Linked DNA regions of Sus scrofa: region 1 is linked to region 2. Evidence: chromatin contacts called from public promoter capture Hi-C data. All regions are on one chromosome and are shown on one strand. Each heading gives the region's core, a stretch centred on a gene start, on an enhancer-like site or on the middle of the called end of the contact. The rest is flanking DNA. Distances are from core to core; before and after follow the strand shown. Region 1 holds the start of DNAJB14 (dnaJ homolog subfamily B member 14). Region 2 holds the start of SLC39A8 (zinc transporter ZIP8).

Region 1 (4,365 bases), core at 1,508-4,007, 2.0 Mb before region 2:
AGGATATGGGTTCGATTCCTGGCTTTGACATAGGCCAGCAGCTAAAGCTCCAATTCAACCTCTACCCTGGGAACTTCCATATGCCATGGGTGCTGCCCTAAAAAGATGGGAAAAAAAAAAAAAAACCAAAAACCTGCAACACTTGCACACTGTTGGTAGGAATGTAAAATGGCATATCAGCCATGAAAAAAGTATGGCAGTTCCTCAAAAAAGTGAAAAAAGAATTACCAATATGATCAAGCAATCTCATTTCTGGGTATATATCCAAAAGAATTTGAAAGGATCACAAAGAGAAATACTTGCACACTTATGTTCAGAGCAGCATTATTCACAATAGCCAAGATACAGAAACAACAATCTCTTAGTAGATGATGAATGGATATTGAAAACGTGGTATATACACGAAAGGGACTATTACGCAGCCTTTAAAAAGGAACTCCCTCCCGTCGTGGCGCAGTGGTTAACGAATCCGACTAGGAACCATGAGGTTGCGGGTTCGGTCCCTGCCCTTGCTCAGTGGGTTAACAATCCGGCGTTGCCGTGAGCTGTGGTGTAGGTTGCAGACGCGGCTCGAATCCCGCGTTGCTGTGGCTCTGGCGTAGGCCGGTGGCTACAGCTCCGATTCAACCCCTAGCCTGGGAACCTCCATATGCCGCGGAAGCGGCCCAAGAGATAGCAACAACAACAACAACAACAACAACAAAAAGACAAAAAGACAAAAAAAAAAAAAAAAAAAAGGAACTCCCATTATATTTATGCTACAACATGGATAAATTTCAAAAACATTATGCTAAGTTAAAAAAGAAAGTCAAAAGGGCAAATTCTGTATGATTCCACTTATATAAGGTATTCAAAGTAGTCAAATTTTTGAAAGTATGATGGTGGTTGCCAGGAGCTGGGTGGGTGGGGAAAATGGGCAACTATTTAATTGGGATAGTTTCAATTTTGTCAGGTGAAAATTCTGGAGATTTGTCGTACCACAATGTGAAAGCGGTTAACACTACTCAACTGTACACTTAAAAATGGTTAAGTTGAAAAATTTCACAGTTTTGCAACATTTAACAAAATAATTATTATTTAATTTCATTTCCCTCTCCTGTCCTCCCTGGTACAGTCCTCAACAGCAATGTAACAGAAAGGACAGAGAAAAGTAAAGCTTCAACAATGTAGAAAAAAAATTAAGAAAACAACAATGAAACAAGTAGCCCCACCTTCTTTCTGACTTACTGATAATTTTCTTAATCTGGAAATGCCTTGAACCTCAAGTGAAACAGTACCCTATAGGCCAGGCAATGGAGGGTAGTGGTTTTTGGAGCTAGAGAGCTCAAGTCTATTCCGACTTTGCCACTAATTACCGTGTGACCTTGGGTATGTTTTCGTTCATCCATCATTCATTCATCAAAAAGTCTGTTTCCATATGAGTAAGCCTGGCCAAATGAATCCTAGGATTGTTCCGAGGAGTAAATAATTCATATAAAACCCTAGGTACTTTAAGTAAGTGCTCAATAAATGTTGGCTATAATTATTTTAAAGATTTTAAAGCCTAGAGAGCAGGATGGGAACAGAAGGAATTCGACTAAGGGCAGTCCAGTACTCTCTTCCTAAACCTGTATCTCATTTGTCTACAATTACGGTGCTATAACAACGGATACTCTTTAGCAAATGGTTACTGACTCCATCATTTTTGCCAAATTGGTGCTCCTCTCTTCTAAACGAACTCCCTCCCAGGGAAAAGCAATGTCATCTCAAGTATTCGAAAATGTTTGCTTTGGGCACAGTGTTTTCTACCCTAGAGGCGGTGGAACCAGGGACCTGTACATTAGCCACTAGAGTTCCCGGTTCCTCTCACCTCATTAGGGGCCTAGGCCTTACTTGGGGGTGAGGATGAGAAGGGTGGGCGCCACACAACCAAACACCCAGACAGAAAGCCCCACTCTGCGAAGACACAACCCGGCGAGTCTCCTGGGAGAATGACAGCTGGACAGTACGAAAACCGACCAGGGAACCGGCAACTCCTGCGTGTCGGCGGCGAGCGGGCATCTCGCAGGCAGGTGAGGAGGGCGTCTCGGGCGGCCCGTGGCGGGGCGGCCCAGGGCGGGCTCGGCCGGGGGCAGTCAGGGCCGGGGCGGGGGTGTGTCGGGATGCTGCTCCCGGGGGCCCCGCCGCGGGGTCGGGCAGGCCGGGAGCCCCGCTGGCTCCCGGAGGGCCGAGGGTGGGGGCGAGAGCGGGCTGCGCGGCGGCCTGGGGGCCGGGCGGGGAGGAAAGGGAGAGCGAGGGCCTCACCGCGGGCCGAGGGCAGCGGGTAGAGCTTCTCGGCCTTCTGCAGGAAGCGCTGGGCCTTCTCGCGGTTGCCGGCGTTCAGGGCCTCCCGGGCGATCTCGACACATTTCTCCGCCTCGTCCCGGTTCCCCTCCATGGCTTGCGCCTTCTTCCGTTTCCTGCGGGAGCGCAGCTACGAGGGGCGGAAGCCGCCGCCGCCGTGGAGGCGAGGCCGGCCGGGGACGGGGGCGTGCGGAGGCGAACGGGGAGGAGCGCAGGAGACCGCGGCGGCGGCGGCGAGGCCCGGGCGCACTGGCGGGCTCGCAGCTCCGCCTCCTCACGGCGGCCTCCCCGCCCCCCGCGGGCAACTACCGCGCGAGCTGCATCCTTCGCGGCCCCCGGACAGAGCTCCAGGGCTTGGCTGTCCCTGCCGACTCGGCGGTCCGTGCGGGGCGCCAGCAGGCTCGGAGCTGACCAACCTGGACGGCGCGGGGGCGGGAGATGCCAGGCCTGCTGCCCGCCGGGGGTTCCACCGGGGCGGGGACCCGGCCGCCCGGACTGCGCCGCGCCCTCTGACCTCCCGTGGTGGCCCGCGTCGGCGGCCGCCGGTTTTCCTAGCGGCCGGGCTACGGATCGGGGTGGGCATGTTCGCTTTCAGGAAAATTCCCAGAGGTCGAAGGCCCCGCCTCAGGGCCCCCCTCAGCCTGGGGAGGATTCGGTCAGGTGAGGGCTGCGCTTCCGGCACAGGTGTACTGGGACACAGTAGAGGGCCTTTCGACCCTAACTCAGGGCTTGTTTCATTGCCTCTTTCAGCACTTTCCTGACCCAGCTGCAGTAAAACCATCTCCTTAGTACATCCGGGAGTTAAAGTAAACACAATTTGCAGTTTGCCTTTACTCTGGCGAAAAACCGGAACCCTAATAATCCTACATGACCAAAACGAGGAAGGAATCAGCTCGTTGGGAATGTATTACCATCATGTATCTATTTGCTGGTTTTCTCCCTACTCTTTTTTCACATTACCCCTGTGAAATGCTATACCTGTCATACTGGTCTCCGTGTGCAGGATGAGCCTTGTAATGACCTAATCCGAGTTTCAAAAACTAAGAACTTGTCAGAAGCCAAGTGTCATGTCAAAACGATCCAATCAACTTAACCACAAAATAATCGTTTCATACAATGTTCAGTAAAGACAGCCATGACAGCAAATATGATCAACTCAGGACTTTCAGAGAAACCCTGATTCTTTTTTGGTGAGTCCAAGGCATGTAGAAGTTCCCCAGGGCAGTGACCAAACCCCCACCACAGCAGCCACTGGAGCCCCTGCAGTGACAACACGGGACCTTTAATCTGCTATTCCACAGGGGAACTCCAACCTTGATTCTTTTCTGTAAAAACGGGATTAGATGGTGCATACTGAACAGTTTAATCCAGGTAGCCTTTGAAACAGTGGGAGAACACAGGAAACACTTCACTGTTTATACTGAAAGTACCTTCTGTGGAGGTAGCAATATACAGAACTTCCCTACCTGCCCCAGTCCATGACAGTGCTCTGGATGTAGTGCTGCTGTCACAAACAGCAAGTGCAGCGACAAATTGAGATGATCAAATTTAACCTAAAAAACATCACCTTGTCCAGTTCCAAGCTCCTACTGAAGTTTTAAAATCTTTAATAGTTCATCTCATAGCATTAAAAAATATATATATGCTTTAGCCTTCGAGGTTTGTTGATCTACAAAATTAACATTTTAATTTCAAGGTAAGAAACGTGCTTATTAAGTTATTGCTGGATAAGATAGTTATTCAAAACAAAAGTTGTTCCCATCATAATCAAGTGAATTTAATACACAACTAGTTTGGGATATGACCTTTATTGAGCTTATCCACCGAAGTGGAAATAATGTCTGTACAAAACCAAATGTTTGTTACTATAACTTCTGCATCACAATTAAAATCCAAACAGTTTTTTAAAAACAGTCAACTCAATCAAAACCCACTACTTCAGAATCAATAGCTTCTTTGAAGCCACAGTAACACTTAAATATGGTTAAGACTCGAATGCAGAAATTTGGTTGGTTGGAAAGCTAATTAAACTTCCAACTTGCT
Region 2 (4,565 bases), core at 292-2,791:
CCGCACTTTTCCCCAATAAAGAGCGTTCGAGGGCAAATGGACGTCTCCCGACAACCTGGCGCGGAGGAGCAGCCGGGCCGGGACCTACCTGGTTGAAGTGCAGCTGCCCGAGCTCGGGGGCGCCCTCCACGGGGCCGGATCCCAGCTGCTCCAACAAGCGCCGGAGCTGCGCCACCGACAGGCTCCTGTTCGCGCCGAACACGCTCAGCACATCCTCGCTGAAGGCGAGCTCGGGCCCCGCAGTCTCTCCTCCGAGGCCGGCGGCCGCCAGCAACAGGAGCCCTGCCACCGCCCGGCCTGGGGCCATCCTGGCCGGGGCTGCCCCACGCGGGCCCGAAGTGCACAGGGACGCGCGTCGGTGCCCAAGGGCGCACGGGTCAGGCTTCGGCGCCGGTCCGAGTCAGCCTTGGCGCGGGGCGCCCCTGGTCCTCCGCCGCCTTTGAAAGAGCCGCAGCCCGCGATCTGCCGGGCATTGAAGTGACGGTGCAGCCGGGGGTGGGGAGCGATAGACAGAGCGGGCCCCCGGGCCTCCTGGAGAGCCTGAGATAAAGAGGACAAAGGGGGGACAGAGATAAAGGCCACCAGGCCACCCGCCGGCCAGCCCCGGGAGCACTGTGAGGCCAGAGCCCTCGAACGCCTGGCCGGGCATGGGGCCAACTGCCCCGGAGCCGGGTTTGCAAACGTCCCAGGTTTAGCGCACAGTGTGATGACACATGCTCCTTCCGGAGAGAAAGCCCCAAACCGCGCCACTTCTTAGGAAAAAGTAAAACCACACTGGCTGTCGAACCCCACCTCCTCTTCCTTTCTTTCTGCTTAATTCCTTCAGAGCAAACGTAGAAGGGGTGAGACGTGTAGTCCCCAGGAAGCCGCAGGAAATGGCCACCTCAGGGTCCTGGGGTTTGAGCGTCTAATCGGGACCCTCCCTCTCCCAGACCTCTTCTCCGCCTGGGCAAGCTAGTAGGTTAGCTACTTCTAACCTCTCACCTCGCCTGTTTGTTTCTTGTTTCTGCGTCTGTTTATGTCCACGTGAGTCACTGTCTGCCTCTCTCTACTCCCTCCCTCTTCCTCCCTCCCAACACTATCTCTGGCAAATCCGCTATGAAACTGGGAGATCCGGCTCTAGCTCTTAAACAGATAACCGGAGAAGGGCCCTGTCCCCGCCTCCCTGCAGCACGTGGTGACACACTCCCCATCCTGAACTCCTGCGCGTGTCCACGCCAGGGCGCACAGCCGCTGCCCTTTCCTCCTGGCTGGGGTTGAGCCCTCCCACCCTCAGCCGAGCGGCCTCCCCGCCCTCACCCCCAGAGGTTACCTGAATGCCACCTCCTTGTCGATATCCCTAGACTCCCTTCTGGGCTTGGTGGTCTGTTACCTTGTTGAAACCAGCTTCCTGGAATAGAGTGTGGAGCCTTTTGCATTGTCTAAGAGATTAGCAGGAATTGCTTTTTTGTCTTACTTCTTAAAGTCAGGAGCAAAAGGAAACCGAATCTGTATCGGTGGCAAGCTCACTGAGCCAGCAGTGCAGAGCCGGCCCTTCCTGACGCCGCACGGGATATCCGCAGATCAGAATGAATGTTTGTTTGTTCAGATGAGGGTTCAATAAAAGCTGATTTAGGTGTGAGGTCAACAAATTTGTGCAAAGTGAATGCGGTGTTTGGGGGCAAAGGTTGTGTCTGTTGGCTGTAACTGTCCAGAAATAAAGTGAAACCACGATTCACTCAGCTTAGGACAATAAGAGGAACTCAAAAATGTTCTTGTCTTTCACGAGGAAGAATGCACAGCCTCCTAAAACAGCACATTTTAAAAGATACACTAAGTCCAGACAAGGGGCAGGGGAAAGAATCTCATTTCTCATGAGGAACTTAGTGCAAGAAAGAGTCAGGGAGAGAATCTTCCTGAAGGAGGAAGCTCTCTAGTGGGACATAGCTGAGGTGCTATGGAGAGGGTTTAACTGCATTCTAACTGCAGAGAGCAGAAGGCAGCAGGAACAGGGCAGGAAGATTTCTGCAGAAAATAAGGCACACTTTGCTTTGGGAGGTAGTAATTTCACCACTGGAAAGTTATTCAACCCCATGGGTACTTAGTAGAACGATTGGTGCCTTGGAGGGAGATCAAAAAAATCTTCATGGTGTGCCCCTTCCAATTATACAATCTGTGTATTTGTTGATATTAGTTTACAGAATGACACTGACACAAAAACACCATCATCACCCAAGGATAGAAGTAAGTTCATGTCACACTTAAACTTCTTAAACTACACAACTGATGGGAACACGTCCAGATTATTCTTGGATTCTCAAATGTAGTTTGATGCCTGTTTTTCTTTTTGACCCCAGTAACTCGAAGTGATTCTTGGAAATCAATGAGCTTTCTAGATGGTTCATCTACACCCAACAAGTTGTTCATTCCCAGCTTCAACTGCAACATTGATAGTATGTTGGACTTTCCACAGATGTAAATGGGTTTCAAATAATATACATTTTATATTGTGAATTTTTAAAATAAAGGTTTATCAGCCATTCATGTCCTCTCTAATTCTAGATAAACAGATAGACAGACAGACAGACAGACAGATAAATTTTGCCAGCCCATCAACCTCAAATGGTGATAAGCAGTCAAATAAATAACAATCGACCTGCTTGGCAACTTTACCAAAAACAGTGAACATAACGTAAGCATACAATTAAAAGAGAGTATTCTGAAAATTACAACTAACTACTAAATTGGTGAGGCTCATTTGTAGAGCTTCCATTCTAATGAAATATAATCACCAAAGGACTACTTAAATAATGTTTTAGAGCCCAAGACACAGCATTCTACCAATAACATTATTGAAGAAAAGGACTTCCAGTCTGAAACAAGGTGTAATGTAAAGACTCATTTTTCTCAGAAATGTGCTTTTAAAAGTCAAGCCATTTTAAATGGTAATAATGAAGGGAACATGCCATGAGCACTGGCCAGGGTATAGACAGATGTTCTTTCTCTTTCAGAATTTAGCATGGGCAGTTAGAGGCTAAGCAGGGTGACAAAGATGTCGAGATTGGGGAGGAAACGTTGGAAATCAGAGGCTGTATCGCTAATGGGGTAAGCGTGTATTCACGCAACCCTGCACAGAATGTTCGTACCCAGGTCTGATGAATGAAACACCCTTCCCAGTGTGGTTTGTCAGAACCCAAGCTGAAAAAGGAGGGTATCTACACAAAGCAGTGGCCTGCTGTGGGCTGCCAAGAGTCAGAGCTAAGTTTGGAGGACACACTTGGATCAGAGAAGAGAAAGAGAGGCAGCCAAGGGTGGAGTCAGAGCCTGGGAGTGAGAGGAGGGCATCCGTGCTTGATGGTGGCCCCACACAGAATGTCTGAGATGGGCAAGGGTGAGGAGGAAGACCCTGCCCAGCACTAGCACGAGGTATGAACATCTGTGCAGTGAAGAGGTCAGCCTGACATGGGGCATGTGACAGTGTGATTTATAATAAGAAATACATGTGTGGGCTTCATCTCTATTTCAGGCGCAGAGCTCCTAAAAGCCTTGGAATTTCCTAGGTGATGAGGGTGTTAAAGGAGACTCTTGGACCCCCAACTAAGGACGGAGGTTAGTTGCTAGGAAAACCAACCATGTGATTAGAGGGTTGGAACTTTCAATTCCGCCCTCTTGACCTCTGCAGAGAGCAGAGGAGCTGCACATTGAATCAATCACCAGTGGTCAATGATTTAAGCGTCCATGCCTACATAATGAAGCCTTCTTAAAAATCCATAAGGACTGGGTTGGGAGAGATTACCAATGGGTGAACATGTGGAGGCATAGATAGTAGTGCAGTCAGAGAGGGAAGCTATGCCCCCTTTCTCCAAACCTCAGCCTGTGCACCTCTTCCATCTGGCTGTGCCTGAGTTATTTTTTGTAATAAACTAGGGGTGGAGCAAGTAAAATGTCTCTCGAGTTCTGTGAGTCATTGGATCCTCCAATCTATAGCTAGTTTATCAGAAGCACAGGTGACAACCTGGACTTTGTGACGGATATGGGTGAGGGGACAGTCTTATAGGGCTTAGCCCTAAAACTGTGGGATCCAACATTATCTCCAGGTAGATAGTGTCGGAGTTGAGTTGAAATGTAGGATATTTAGCTGGTGTCTGCCAAAGGCTTGGATGTATGTGGAAACCCATCCTTCACGTTGAAATTTGGAATTTCAGAATTATAGGAGGAGAACCCAAGAGGGTGAAGGAGGGAATCAGAAGCCAAAGAAATGGCATCGGAAACAGAAAAGTAGTTACATGTAAAGGGAACCATTAAATAAATACGTTAAAGATAATAGTAGCCAATTTTCTCACTGTCAGAGAAGGGAGTTTCAGACATCAAAAGGTAGAAAACTAAAATGAGCCCGTGAGGTATTGGAGATATAAGGGTTAGTTTGTGGTTTTCAGTATATTAACAAATGAAAATGGATATGTTACAAATTATCCCTAGCTCTCTCTGTCCAATAGGAGGGGTTGGAAACTACAATACCCTAATAGCAATAAGCATACCTAGGGCCCTGACCTTGGCTTCTAAAAACTATTCTCCATTAATAGGAA

Evidence for each region. Promoter capture Hi-C pulls out the DNA fragments that hold promoters and counts their contacts.
Region 1: a contact with region 2 is called in a promoter capture Hi-C map of fetal liver, with 4 times the contacts expected there. The contact joins the promoter of DNAJB14 here to the promoter of SLC39A8 in region 2. A contact is called at or near these places in 2 of 5 promoter capture datasets (fetal liver and liver) and 1 of 2 datasets of contacts at active chromatin or transcription factors (alveolar macrophages).

What each region holds. Positions count from the first base shown.
Region 1 is chr8:120,565,787-120,570,151 of Sscrofa11.1, reverse strand. It overlaps DNAJB14 (dnaJ homolog subfamily B member 14), which reads right to left and starts at 2,757. Exons shown (of 8, transcript XM_021101721.1): 1 at 2,284-2,757. The coding sequence starts at 2,416. H2AFZ (H2A histone family, member Z) reads right to left here. Exons shown (of 5, transcript NM_001123122.1): 5 at 4,129-4,365.
Region 2 is chr8:118,601,828-118,606,392 of Sscrofa11.1, reverse strand. It overlaps SLC39A8 (zinc transporter ZIP8), which reads right to left and starts at 1,541. Exons shown (of 9, transcript XM_021101718.1): 1 at 1,313-1,541; 2 at 89-540. The coding sequence starts at 307.